Regions from separate parts of the Sus scrofa genome. Here all the other regions are linked to region 2. A link is a contact called in public Hi-C and HiChIP or PLAC-seq data. All regions are on one chromosome and are shown on one strand. The core of a region is the stretch at or near the end of the contact, and the rest is flanking DNA. Distances in the headings are between cores, read along the strand shown.

Region 1 (3,689 bases), core at 569-3,068, 290 kb after region 2:
CTCCCACCTCTGGTCCCCTGACCGGGGCCTCCCCGCCTCCCCAGGGCACCTGCCTTCTTCTCTCCGTGGGGCCTGCAGCATCGGATGCTCCATCCACGGCCTTCTTCCAGCCTGACCACCCACAGGGAGGCCCCGTCTGGCCTGAGAGCAGCTCAGGGTCGGCGAAGGGGTGGGGGCCATCCATGAACTTGAGTAGTTCGTGCACTCCTGGTTTGGAGAGGTCTCATGGTGTGTTAAGATGCTTGTTTAAAACAGTGACAAACCATGCACTCTGGTCCCTGAGGGAAGAGCTGGAAGCCTCGGACGGGCTGTCCGCCGGGCGGGGCCCCAGGCCTGGGCTCTCCTCTTCCCCTCGTGTGTGCCCCGTTTTCTGCATAAGCTATCATTCTCCCATCCTGGCCCCCAGGAGGACAGTCTTCCGTCCCCGCGAGCCACTGTGCTGGCGCCGGCCATCTCCAGCGAGTCCGTGCAGGTGGACCCCAGCAGCCCGGGCTGGCAGGAAGAGCCGCTGGTGAGGCCGGAGATCCCGGGGCTCTGGAGCCAAGAGGCCTCGCCACACCAGGTACCCGCCCGAAGCCTCCGCCTGCCCCCGCCCTGCCCCCCGCTCTCCAGGTCACCGAGCTGATCAGGAAGCAGCTTCTTGTCCACTTGAGAAAGTGTTGCTTCCTGTAGAACTTTCCAAACATGTTCTCTTGGCGTGATTTAAAAATCTGGAACGCTCCCTCGGCCGTTCCGTCCCGGGCATCGGCTGGGGCCTGGCCGGCTCCGCCCGGGCCCGCGTTCCTCTTCCGCCAGCCTCGCGGAACTCCACGGCCCCCGCACGTCCCCCATGTGGCGCGTCTGTCCCGGTGCCATCCCAGGTGCCCCAGGCGGACGCGGGCCGGAAGCCTGTGGGCGGGACGAAGACGGACCAGGACCTGCTGGCGCGCACGATCCGGTGCCTGCGCAGCGGGGCGCCCCGCAGGCAGGTGGCGTCCAGGCGCAAGTTCAGAGGGAGGCCCTTCAACAGCAAGCCCCAGCTCATCCACTTCAAGGTGGGCCTGGGGTGCAGCCGCCACTCGGGCCTCTGCTGGCTGGGTCTCTCGGGAGGGGCCTTTCAGCAGCCCCGGGGGCCGCTGGGGCGAGAGACGGGTGGCATCTCAGGCGCGTTAACCAGACGGGGTGGGGGCGGCTGGAATGTCGCACCTTCCCCGGCCCTTCAGAGGACCAGCCCCCGGACCTGCGCTGCTGGGGCCTCCCGCCTGCTGGTGCCCGGAGGCTGCTTCCTGCCCCGGGCGCAGCAAGGACATGACTAGAGCGTCACATCCAGCCATCTCCCAGGCGGGACTGTCAGAGCCGCAAAGCCGCCGCCGGGAACGAAGCAGTAACTTTTCCTCCGGTTTGCGCAGGACTTTGACGTGGGCAGAGAGTACGAGAAGAAAGTCATCTTGACCAATGCCACCTACACCATCAACTACTGCAGGCTGGCGGGCGTGGAGGAGAGCCTGCGGGACTCCGTCCGCGTCGAGTAGGCTGGGCCGGGTCAGCCGAGCCCCCTCCTCGGCCTTTTAACTTGAGCCTCACTTTGGGCCTGAAGCCCTCAGCTGGGGTCCTTGGGGAGGGGGGCCTCCCCTTTCCTGAGCTGAGCTTGTTCTGTCTCCCCAGCAAATGGTTTTCCCCACCGGTGTTTGGAGCTTGGCCGCTCTGGGCCTGTTCGGGGTGGAGGTTAGCGCCGTCTCTGATCTCGGGCCTGAGGACTTGAACTCTGACTTCATGGTTTGACTCTGCTCCTGCTTCCAGTTTCCTTCTCGGAGACACGCTGACGCCTGAGTTGGATCCTCTCGTTCTGTGGCTTCCTCTCTGGTCGCTGTCACCCTTTCTTCTTCCCTATTTTCTGTCTCCCTCGCTGTCTCACAACAACCTTCACAGCGTCTTCTGCAGGGTCCCTCGCTCCTTCTGCTCCTGGGCATTTGCCTTTGCTGTTAAGACTGTCTTTTCTGGAGCTCCCTGGTGGTGCAGCGGGTTAGGGATCCGGCATTGCCACTGCAGCAGCTCTGGCCGCTGCCATGGTGCAGGTTCCATCCCTGGCCCTGGAACTTCCACCCCAGGGACGCAGCCCAAAAAAAAAAGTCTTTTCTCCTCTGCTGCTTCCTGGTTTCGGTCATCAGTTTGGAGGCCCACGGGAGCTCTGAGTTTCCAGCTCTGGGTGCTGGAGCTGTGTGGGGGCTGCAGCCCCAGGGCCCTGCCCCGTGTGCACAGGGGGACCTCCCTCAGGTGCCACAGCCCGGGCTCGGCCAGTCTCGGGGAGGTCGTGCCGTCCCCTTCTCTCTTGCCTCAGAGGCTTGCGTTTTCACGGCCGATTTGTCCCGTCTTCCGGGCCCACAGGCAGCGTGCGGTTTCCTGGTGCTTTGCTAGTTCTTCTGCTGACCTGTCGGCAGAGGCCGGATTCGGGTGGTCCCGTTGCCTCCGGCACCTGAAGCCAGCTCCCCGAGCCGGAACAAAAGTGTCCTGTTGGCAGCATTTCCGCTCGACTCTTGAGGCTGTCACCCTCTGTGCTCTGCTTTCCCCCGCCGGGGCGGATGGGCGGGTGGGCACTTCTCTGTCCACCCGCGCTCTGCAGGCCGTCCAGCCCTCCTCGCCCCACTCTTGGGCCCTGCGTCTCCTCCTCAAGGTGTCTGGTGCGGCCTGACCTTCCTTAGACCTGCTCGGAGGTCACTGTGGTTCCCGAGCTGAGGGCTCAGTTTTATGAGCGACGGTGGACATTTATCGGCCTTGTCTCCTCAAATGCTGCCTCCCTGCTGGGCGCTCACCTCCTGTGTTGTCCTGCAGCTTCGATCCACCTGGTCCCATGTCTGCCGGCATGTCCTGCGAGGTGCTTGTCACCTTCAAGCCCGTGGTGAGTGTCGGTCCCCAAACCAAACCGTGGAAGAGGGGTTTGCCTCACTGTCCTGAGAGGGCGGTGGTGGAATTCAGGTCTCTGCTGCCCCCGCAGGGCACCTCAGAAGGGGCCACACCCAGCCCCTGTTTGGCTGTTTTATTTCCAAAATGTATTTGAACCCCACTCAGCGCTGGGCCGAGCTACCCACTAGGAGCCCGCAGCCTGAATGGGGCTCGTGGAGCCTCCTGAGGCGGGCACGACACCCCCCGCAGTGGCAGGGGTTCAGGCGTGGCCCATGTCACTGTGTCAGGTGTCACCGCGTCAAGTTGCAAACAGGCTGGGGGGTTGCTTTTTATTTTTTAGGTCAACAAAGATCTGGAGGGAAACATCTCATTTCTGACTCAGACGGGCGGGTTCTCTGTGCCCCTGAAATGCTCCACCAGGAAGTGCTCGGTGAGTCAGGAATGAGCAGGCCCCGGGGGTGGGTGGCCCGCGCTGAGAGCAGCCCCGATTGTGGGGCCCTCGGTGGGAGGAGACCCAGGGCTCACCTCAGAGGCGCTGGGTCTCCCTGATGCACTCATGGCGTATGAAGTTTCCCAGGCTAGGGGTCTAATGGCCCTGACGACGCCAGATCCGAACCACGTCTACGACCCGCACCACAGCTCATGGCAACGCCGGATCCTTAACCCACTGAGGGAGGCCAGGGATCGAACCTGCAACCTCATGGTTCCTAGTCAGAATTGTTTCTGCTGTGCCACAACAGGAACTCCCCCTCTGTTCTTTAATTTTTCAACCCCCTTCACCCATTTGCCCACCCCCACTTCTGGCATCC
Region 2 (3,516 bases), core at 154-2,653:
GCTGCCGGACCTAAAGGCTTCAGGCTCGGCCACGAGGAACAGAGGAAAAAGCAAGATCAACAAATCATCCCAGGAGTTCCCGCTGTGGCTCAGCAGAAACAAACCCGCCTAGGATCCTTGAGGCTGCAGGTTTGATCCCTGGCCTCGCTCAGTGAGTTAAGGATCCGGTGTTGCTGTGGCTGGGGCAAAGGCTGGCAGCTGCAGCTCCACTTCGACCCCTAGCCTGGGAACCTCCCTATGTCACAGGTTAAAACAAACCCAAAATCCACCCCAACAGAGGCCATGAGGATCACATCTGAAGTTGTAGCCAAACCCTCCTGGGCCTATAGGTCCAGAGCCATCATTGCACCTGTTTGTGGAGTGGTTCTCCCTGCTCAGACAGCACGTAGGGCAGAGGAGCAGGCCTGCCTGGCGCCCAGGTCAGCCACCGCTTGGCTCCCACAAGCTTGCAGTTCACTGCAGCGCCCCTTCCCTCATTCCTCCTGGGTTCCCAGCAGAGTAATTTCCCACACTTTCAACCTCTGATGTCGTTCCCTGTACTACTCGGCGAGGCCCCGCGGCCGGCTCCTCCCTCCCCTGCGCGTAACCACTTTCCAGTCTCCACCTGGCCCTGATCACACGGCACCTACACTCACCAGGACCTGGGAGCCCTCACACACCTACTGGCGTCCACCTTACACATCTTGCGAAGTGGGAGACCAACCCGGCCGAGAGGAGGCGCCCTGGGACACTCCCAGCCCCAGGTGCCCAGGGCAGGTTTCCGGAGGGCAGCTCTGGGCAGGCACGCGGGGCGCCGTCGGCCGGGTCAGCCCGAGCGCTTGGGATCCTCGATTCAGAATCGCCAGGACCTCGAGCGACCCAACTCCACCGCGACGCTTCCACCCAAACCCTGCAGGCCAGCCTGGATCGGCCAGGACACCGAGGCCCCACGGCCCGGGGCGGCCGGCGGAACCCTCTCGGGACACGCCAGCGGGGGCGGGGGTCTGGTCACCGCGGGGACCCCGGGCCCGCCCCTGCCCTGCGCTCGGCCGCCAGCACCCCGGCCCGCGCCCTGCCCGTCCCGCCCGCCGGCACCTCGCGGTCCGCTGCGGCCGAGCGCGGTCTCCCGAGGGCCGCGGGAAGGAGGACGCGGGTGGCGGCCGCGCCGGCGCTTCTCTCGGTCCTAGAACGAGCAGCCGAGCACTTCCGCTCCGTCCTGTGCGGCGCCGCCTCCCGGCCCTCCAAGATGGCTGCCGGGGCGGGGCCGAGAGCCTCCAACCATTTCCGCTTCCGGTGCGGGGGGCCCAGGCCGTTGGCGGGGCGGTCGCGTCGGCGGAAGGGACGTAACCTGCGGAAATTCGCCGTCCCGCGCAACCGCAGTCGCGTCCTCTGGCTCCCGGCCCAGAGAGTTCCGCTCCAGAGATTGGTAACGCCCAGAAACTGAAACCAGGCCACGCCCCCCGCGACCAACGAGCCAATGGAGGAGGGCTGTGAGGTTGCTAAGGGAAACCTCTAGCGGCAAGATGGCTTCTGCCAGGGAGGGGAGCACGAACTCCCGCCTGACAGACCGCGACCCGCCAGGGCGGCCACCGCAGGACGGTAACCGCTGACGCATCCTACCAGGCCTCGGTCGTGGTGGGAGGGAGGCGGGCAGGTCTGGGAGCTCGCTGAGCGCCCCTGGCCCCTCACGTTCACTTTGGGAAGTCCGAGTCCTGAGCCGGGGCCAGAACCTGAGGCCCCGAGCCCCCCGACCTGCTCCTTCCCCGCGCCCAGCCCTCACGCCCGGGAAGACGGTCCCAGTGCCCGCTGGGTGGGCGGGGGCCCGGGCCCAGAGTAGCAGAACCGGCCGGGTCCTGGAGACCTAGCCAGGAGCAACCCTAGTCGGCCCTAGGTGTCCGGGCCGGCGCAGGACCGCACCTCCTGACGTCCCCAACGCGCAGTTGAGAAGGGCCGCACCCGTAGTATATGGAGGTTCCCAGGCTAGGGGGTCTAATATGAGCTACAGCTGCCGGCCTACACCACAGCCACAGCAACGCCGGATCCTTAACCCACTGAGCGAGACCAGGGATCGAACCCACAACCTCGTGGTTCCTAGTGGATTCATTTCCACTCCGCCAGGATGGGACCTCCCAGAAGGACATTTGATAGGAGTTGTTCATAGCATCAAAGAAGTGGGAACAGAGCGATCCCAGTCCATACCACTAACTTCAGGTAGAACTCAACCCTCGCTTACAGCAGATGCCAAAAGACACCGAGTCTGGCAACCCCAAGCTTCCCTAGAGCCGCCCCCGCCAAATCTGGTTTTGAAACAGGAGGGATGGTGGGGAGAGGGCCCTTCCCCCTCCAGGAACTACTGGAGTTGGGCGTGGGGGATGATGTGCCCAGCAGCTGAGTGGCAAGAAATGAAGTGGGGCAGGCCCTTCCCAGGTGCAGGTGTAGATTTTTGTCTGGAGAATGTGGTGCAGTGAGGTCCCCGCAGAGAGATGGGGGGCTCTTTCCACCCCTACCCACCCCCACCTTCACCCAGCTACTTTGGCTCAGCTGAAACGTCCCCTCTCCAGGAAAGCTCTCCGCCAGGCCTCCCGAGGACCCTGCACTCGCTCGCCCCAGCCCCCTCCCCCACCTCTGCACACCTAGTAGTTGCTCAGGTCTTTGCTGCAGTTCCAGTCCTGACCCAAACTGAGCCTGTGGGGAGAGTTCGCCGGAGGTGATGCCACGGACACCTGGAGAAGCCCCCAGCCCATCCCCACCTCACTGTTTGCTGATCATCAGCCGGGTCACCTGTGCCACGTGCTCACCTGTGTGTCTTCCTTTCAATATTCAGGTTACGGAGTCTACGTTTACCCGAATTCCTTCTTTCGATACGAAGGAGAATGGAAAGGAGGCAAGAAACACGGTAAGGATGGCCGGAGGCCTCTCCCCTCGGCCGCGCCACAGCCCCGAGGAGCTGGGGCCACGCCAGGTGCCAGCCACGATGGGCTCTCAGCTCACCAGTGCCAAGGAAGGGCCTCGCCTGTGGGGCTGAAGACCCAGCCGGCCACCCTGGTGGTAATAAAACTGGCTTTCTTGTCATTTCTGATGATAAAGACACTGCCTTTTTCGAGAGAAAACACAGACAGCAGAGAAGAGCAGGTACCACATGCAAGTCCCTGGAGTCCACCGCAGAGGTCGGCCTGGTCTTTCCGGGTTAGGCCCCCAATTGACATCTGGTTGGGGTTCAGTCTGCTCACACTCTCTGTCCTTCCGACTTTCTGCTGAAGGACTGATCTTTCAGTGTTATGACCTATTATTGTATCTGTCGGCTGCCAGTATTTTCTCTTTTTCTGGCTTTTTAGGGCCACACCTGAGGCATATGGAGGTTCCCAAGCTAGGGGTCGAATCGGAGCCACCGCCACCGGCCTACACCACAGCCACAGCAACGCGGGATCTGAGCCGCCTCTGTGACCTACACCACAGCTCACAACAATGCCAGATCCTTAACCCAAGGATGAGCGAGGCCAGGGATCAAACCTGCATTCTCTTGGATCCTAGTCAGGT
Region 3 (3,840 bases), core at 110-2,609, 260 kb after region 2:
TAGATTTATTAAGATAGGACGCTTGTGAGAGATACACACGGATAGGCAAAGAGGCACTGCCCTGAGGATTTGGTGGACTACATTTTTTTCATGTGCACATTCTTTATTTTTTTTAAATTGTTATTTCCCTGATACAATTTTTTTTTCTGCTGTACAGCATGGTGACCCAGTCACACATACATGTACACATTCTATTTTCTCACATGATCAGGCTCCACAGTAAGTGACTAGACATAGTTCCCAGGGCTACACAGCAGGATCTCATTGCTCATCCATTCCAAAGGCAATAGTTTGCATCTATTAACCCCAAGCTCCCCATCCAACCCACTCCCATTTTTATACTCCAAGGATAGTGAGGAAGGGGTTACGTCACTGGCTCCTCCTTCGAGTCCAGTAAGGGAGTATTGGACCCTAAAAGATCCAACCAGAACTGTCATGATGCTTATTCAAGTCAGCGGAAGGTGGTAACGGATGCTAATGTGTTGAATCGCCTCAGGTTTCGGTCTAATGAAGGACTCCTACTCTGCAATGTCATCTTTCCTTTCAATTCTGTTCTTACTCCTAGGGATCATTATCCTGCTGAACTTGAATGCGGGCCTCATCTCGTCTTTCACTTAGAGCCCTGAGGCATAGCTCACGTTTTTATTTATGGTTTTATAAAGCAAGCCTGCTGCCTTCTTGAGTGATTATTAACCACCAGCGACCTCCCAAAGTTCCCTAGGTTTTCCTCTCTGTCTGTGGTCCCCTACTGGGACTTCTACAGCCACCTGTGTAACTCTCCCACTCCATCCCTCTCACTTGCAGGGGGACCTTTCCTCCCACCCCTGCATCTCCATCTCTGCTGCAAACTCGCGCACCCGCGGAGCCAGGCGGGTCACAGCGAGAACGGGCCCTGCCGGGCTTTGGGCAGGATGCTGGGGACTGGAGAACGCGTGGGGAAAGCTCAGTTCAGCTCCAGCCCAGCTGAATACTGTGTCCGGTCTCCATCTTAAAGAGAAGCGAGAAGCCCCTATCTCCTGTGAACGCTCCTGTATTTAAAACTGGCAGCTAATCTTAACTTCAGCCTGCCTGGGCCAAACCAGGGCAGGCTGCCGGGCGCGGCGGCGGGGCTGCGGAGCAGCGCTGGGGTCCTCCTCCACTGCCTGGCGACCGTCGGCTCATAGCCTTGGCCTCGGTCAGCGCGAAGGTCCGCAGCGCGGACCCCGCGGCGCTGGGGTCGCAGGTGGCCGCCTCGGTCGCACGGCCACACTGCGCCTGCGCAGGGCCGCGCCGCAGGACCGAGCCATCGGCCGAGCGGGGAAGCGCGCAGCGCGCGGCACCCCCACCCCGCGATGGAGCCGCCCGTTGCCATGGAGCTGGCGGCTCCCAACCTCGCGGCGGGCAGCCGCGGAGTGGCTCCCCGCCCAGAGAGCGGCCTCTCCGCCCGGAGCCTGACTGCGACGCTGGGGCCCAGGTGGGCCCGCTGACAGGTGGGTCGGTTGGCCTCGGAGCCTGAGGCTGGCATGGGGGCTTTGGCCGCCCCCCAGGCACCTACCCTCGCCTTCCCCACGCAAGTTCTGTCCGAGAAATAACCGCTAGGGCCGGGGTCGCCGGCTGGTTTCAGGGACCCCTCCCTGGCTGGGGTGCAGCTTCCGGGCTCTGCGCGGACCTTGTGGGGTTGTCTTAGCACCTTTAGGAAAGCACAGCTCAAGAGTGAGCCCGGCTGGTGAGAAGAGGAGACCCCAGAGGGAAAAGGGCGCTGGTCCTAATCCCGAGGCCCTCTGAGCTTGGGTTTTAATGGTCACCTTGTTTCTGGAAGCCTCTATAATTGTGTTTCCGTAAACAAATCCTCCTTTATGTGCTCATGTTTATGTATCTAGCAAACAGTGCTTGAACAAGCCGAGTGCGCAACTGGGAGATAAGCGGGCCTGCTGGGGTCCCCAGAGTTCAAAGCATTGCCTAGTAGGTAGCCTGTGCAGACAGATGGTGCATAATTCACAGGTACGCTTTAAGGACTGGTTAGGAAGCCCGCACCAGTAATCTCTTCAGAAATAGAACCTTGTCGGCACCCCAGAATTCAACCCACCCCTGCCTTGCTCCATGCAGATCCCTCCCCCATGACCACAGGCTGACTTTTTAATTCTAATTTTCTTGATTTTCTTTAGCTTTTACCTTTTTTGTTTGTTTGTTTGTTTAGGGCCACACCTGAGGCATATGGAGGTTCCCAGGCTAGGGGTCCAATCGGAGCCATAGTCACTGGCCTGTACCAGAGCCATAGCAACACGGGATCCAAGCCGTGTCTGCGACCTACACCACAGCTCAGGGACCGCCTGATCCTTAACCCACTGAGAGAGATCAGGGATGGAACCTGTGTCCTCATGGATGCTAGTCGGGTTCGTTAACCACTGAGCCACGATGGGAACTCCAGCTTTTACCATTTATAAACAATATAATTGTTCACCTGCTTTTTAAACCTTACATAAGTGGAATAATACTGTATAGATTCTTTTTTAACGTTTGCAACAATCCCAAATTTACATAAAAATTGCAAGTTCAGGAGTTCCCGTTGTGGTGCAGTGGTTAAGGAATCCAACTAGGAACCATGAGGTTGCGGGTTCGATCCCTGGCCTGGCTCAGTGGGTTAAGGATCCGGTGTTGCCGTGAGCTGTGGTGTAGGTCACAGATGCAGCGCAGATCCCGAATTGCTGTGGCTTTGGTGTAGGCCGGTTGCAACCGCTCCGATTCAACCCCTAGCCTGGGAACCTCCATATGCCACGGGAGCAGCCCTAGAAAAGGCAAAAAGACCAAAAAAAAAAAAAAAAAAAAAAAAAAATTTCACGTTCAGCATGAACAACTTCTTTTCCTGGAGCATTTGAGAACGAGTTGCCTCCGTAATGCTCTGCCAGCTCCAGACACCTCGGAGTGTGTTTCCCACACGCGGGGACCCTCCCCGGCATCACCACGGCCGGATCCTCACAGTCGGCAGCGTGACATGGACGGGTCACGCCGTGGCGTCCTCAGTCCCAGGCAAGCGTGTTTTTCCAGTTGATCCCATAAAGTCACAAAACCAGAAGGATCTGGTCTGGGACCTTCCGTTGTACTGACTTGTCATCACGTTTCTTTCGTCCCCTTCCGTCCAGAACCTTCCTTGGGCTTTCCCTGACGTCATGACCTGGACACCTTTGAAGGTTACAGGCAGTTACCTTAGGTTTCTCAGCTGTTTCCTCCCGATCAGATACCCATTCTGCGTCTCTGGCAGGAAAGTCCCAGAATCGGCGCCATGTGTCACCCGCCTGCCTTCCTTCCTTCCTCTCAGGTGGCTCGCTGTGGCCCGTTGGTCAGAGTTCTGACGTTTGCTCTGACCGCTTGGTTGAGGTGGCATCTGCCAGGATCTTCACTGGGACGTCGCTTTTGGTGAGTGACGCGTCTTCTGTTGGGAGGTGCTTTGAGTTCACCCCTCCCAGGCTTGAGCTGTGTCCCCCTGGCCCCGACCCCCACAGGGGCTCTCGTAGCTGACGCTGGACTGCCTTGAACTCAGGCTCTGACACCAGCCGGGGCCACTTTGGAGCCTGCTCCGCCGCTCGCCCGGGGCGGACCGGGGCGGAAGGACAAGTTGCTGTTTCCTCTGTCATCCACGCCGTTGCCCAGAGCTGCAGGCCTCCATCCGCATCCCTGCACGGCCCCCCACAGCCCCAGTCCTGCTGATCCGCTGCTGACCGTTCCCAGGCTCACTGCGGTGGGAGCTCTGCTCCGCGAGGCCTTATGGTGGCTCCTGATTTGTGTGTGTTAAGAACTGAGTTGTGTCTCCTCAAAAAAAAAAAAAAAAAAAAAAAAAAAAAAAAAAAGATACATTGAAGTCCT

Evidence for each region. Hi-C and Micro-C count contacts between places; a contact is called where the count stands out from the background. HiChIP or PLAC-seq counts read pairs in DNA pulled down with a chosen protein or histone mark.
Region 1: a contact with region 2 is called in an H3K27ac HiChIP or PLAC-seq map of alveolar macrophages. The contact joins the enhancer-like site here to the promoter of LOC100624218 in region 2. A contact is called at or near these places in 2 of 5 promoter capture datasets (fetal skeletal muscle and liver), 13 of 47 Hi-C or Micro-C datasets (embryonic fibroblasts, epiblast stem cells, fetal heart ventricle and 8 more) and 1 of 2 datasets of contacts at active chromatin or transcription factors (alveolar macrophages).
Region 3: a Hi-C map of fetal skeletal muscle shows a contact between it and region 2, with 2.3 times the contacts expected there. The contact joins the promoter of CFAP74 here to the promoter of LOC100624218 in region 2. A contact is called at or near these places in 1 of 5 promoter capture datasets (liver) and 12 of 47 Hi-C or Micro-C datasets (embryonic fibroblasts, fetal heart ventricle, fetal skeletal muscle and 7 more).

Annotation. Positions count from the first base shown.
Region 1 is chr6:64,012,465-64,016,153 of Sscrofa11.1, reverse strand. CFAP74 (cilia- and flagella-associated protein 74) reads left to right here. Exons shown (of 40, transcript XR_002344845.1): 13 at 407-562; 14 at 861-1,034; 15 at 1,389-1,507; 16 at 2,809-2,875; 17 at 3,221-3,310. Among named protein-coding and RNA genes, the nearest start is that of CFAP74, 25 kb to the left of the region's middle. Within about 2 kb of position 1,818, at least 5 of the 83 cell types and tissues checked have an H3K27ac peak or open chromatin away from gene starts, as enhancers often do. A contact at or near this core is called in alveolar macrophages, liver and retroperitoneal adipose tissue, where this site is marked.
Region 2 is chr6:64,298,867-64,302,382 of Sscrofa11.1, reverse strand. It overlaps LOC100624218 (MORN repeat-containing protein 1), which reads left to right and starts at 1,403. Exons shown (of 12, transcript XM_013988730.2): 1 at 1,403-1,578; 2 at 2,804-2,875. The coding sequence starts at 1,503. It overlaps RER1 (protein RER1), which reads right to left and starts at 1,244. Exons shown (of 7, transcript XM_005655986.3): 1 at 1,075-1,244.
Region 3 is chr6:64,036,418-64,040,257 of Sscrofa11.1, reverse strand. CFAP74 (cilia- and flagella-associated protein 74) reads left to right here and starts at 1,359. Exons shown (of 40, transcript XR_002344845.1): 1 at 1,359-1,469; 2 at 3,296-3,393.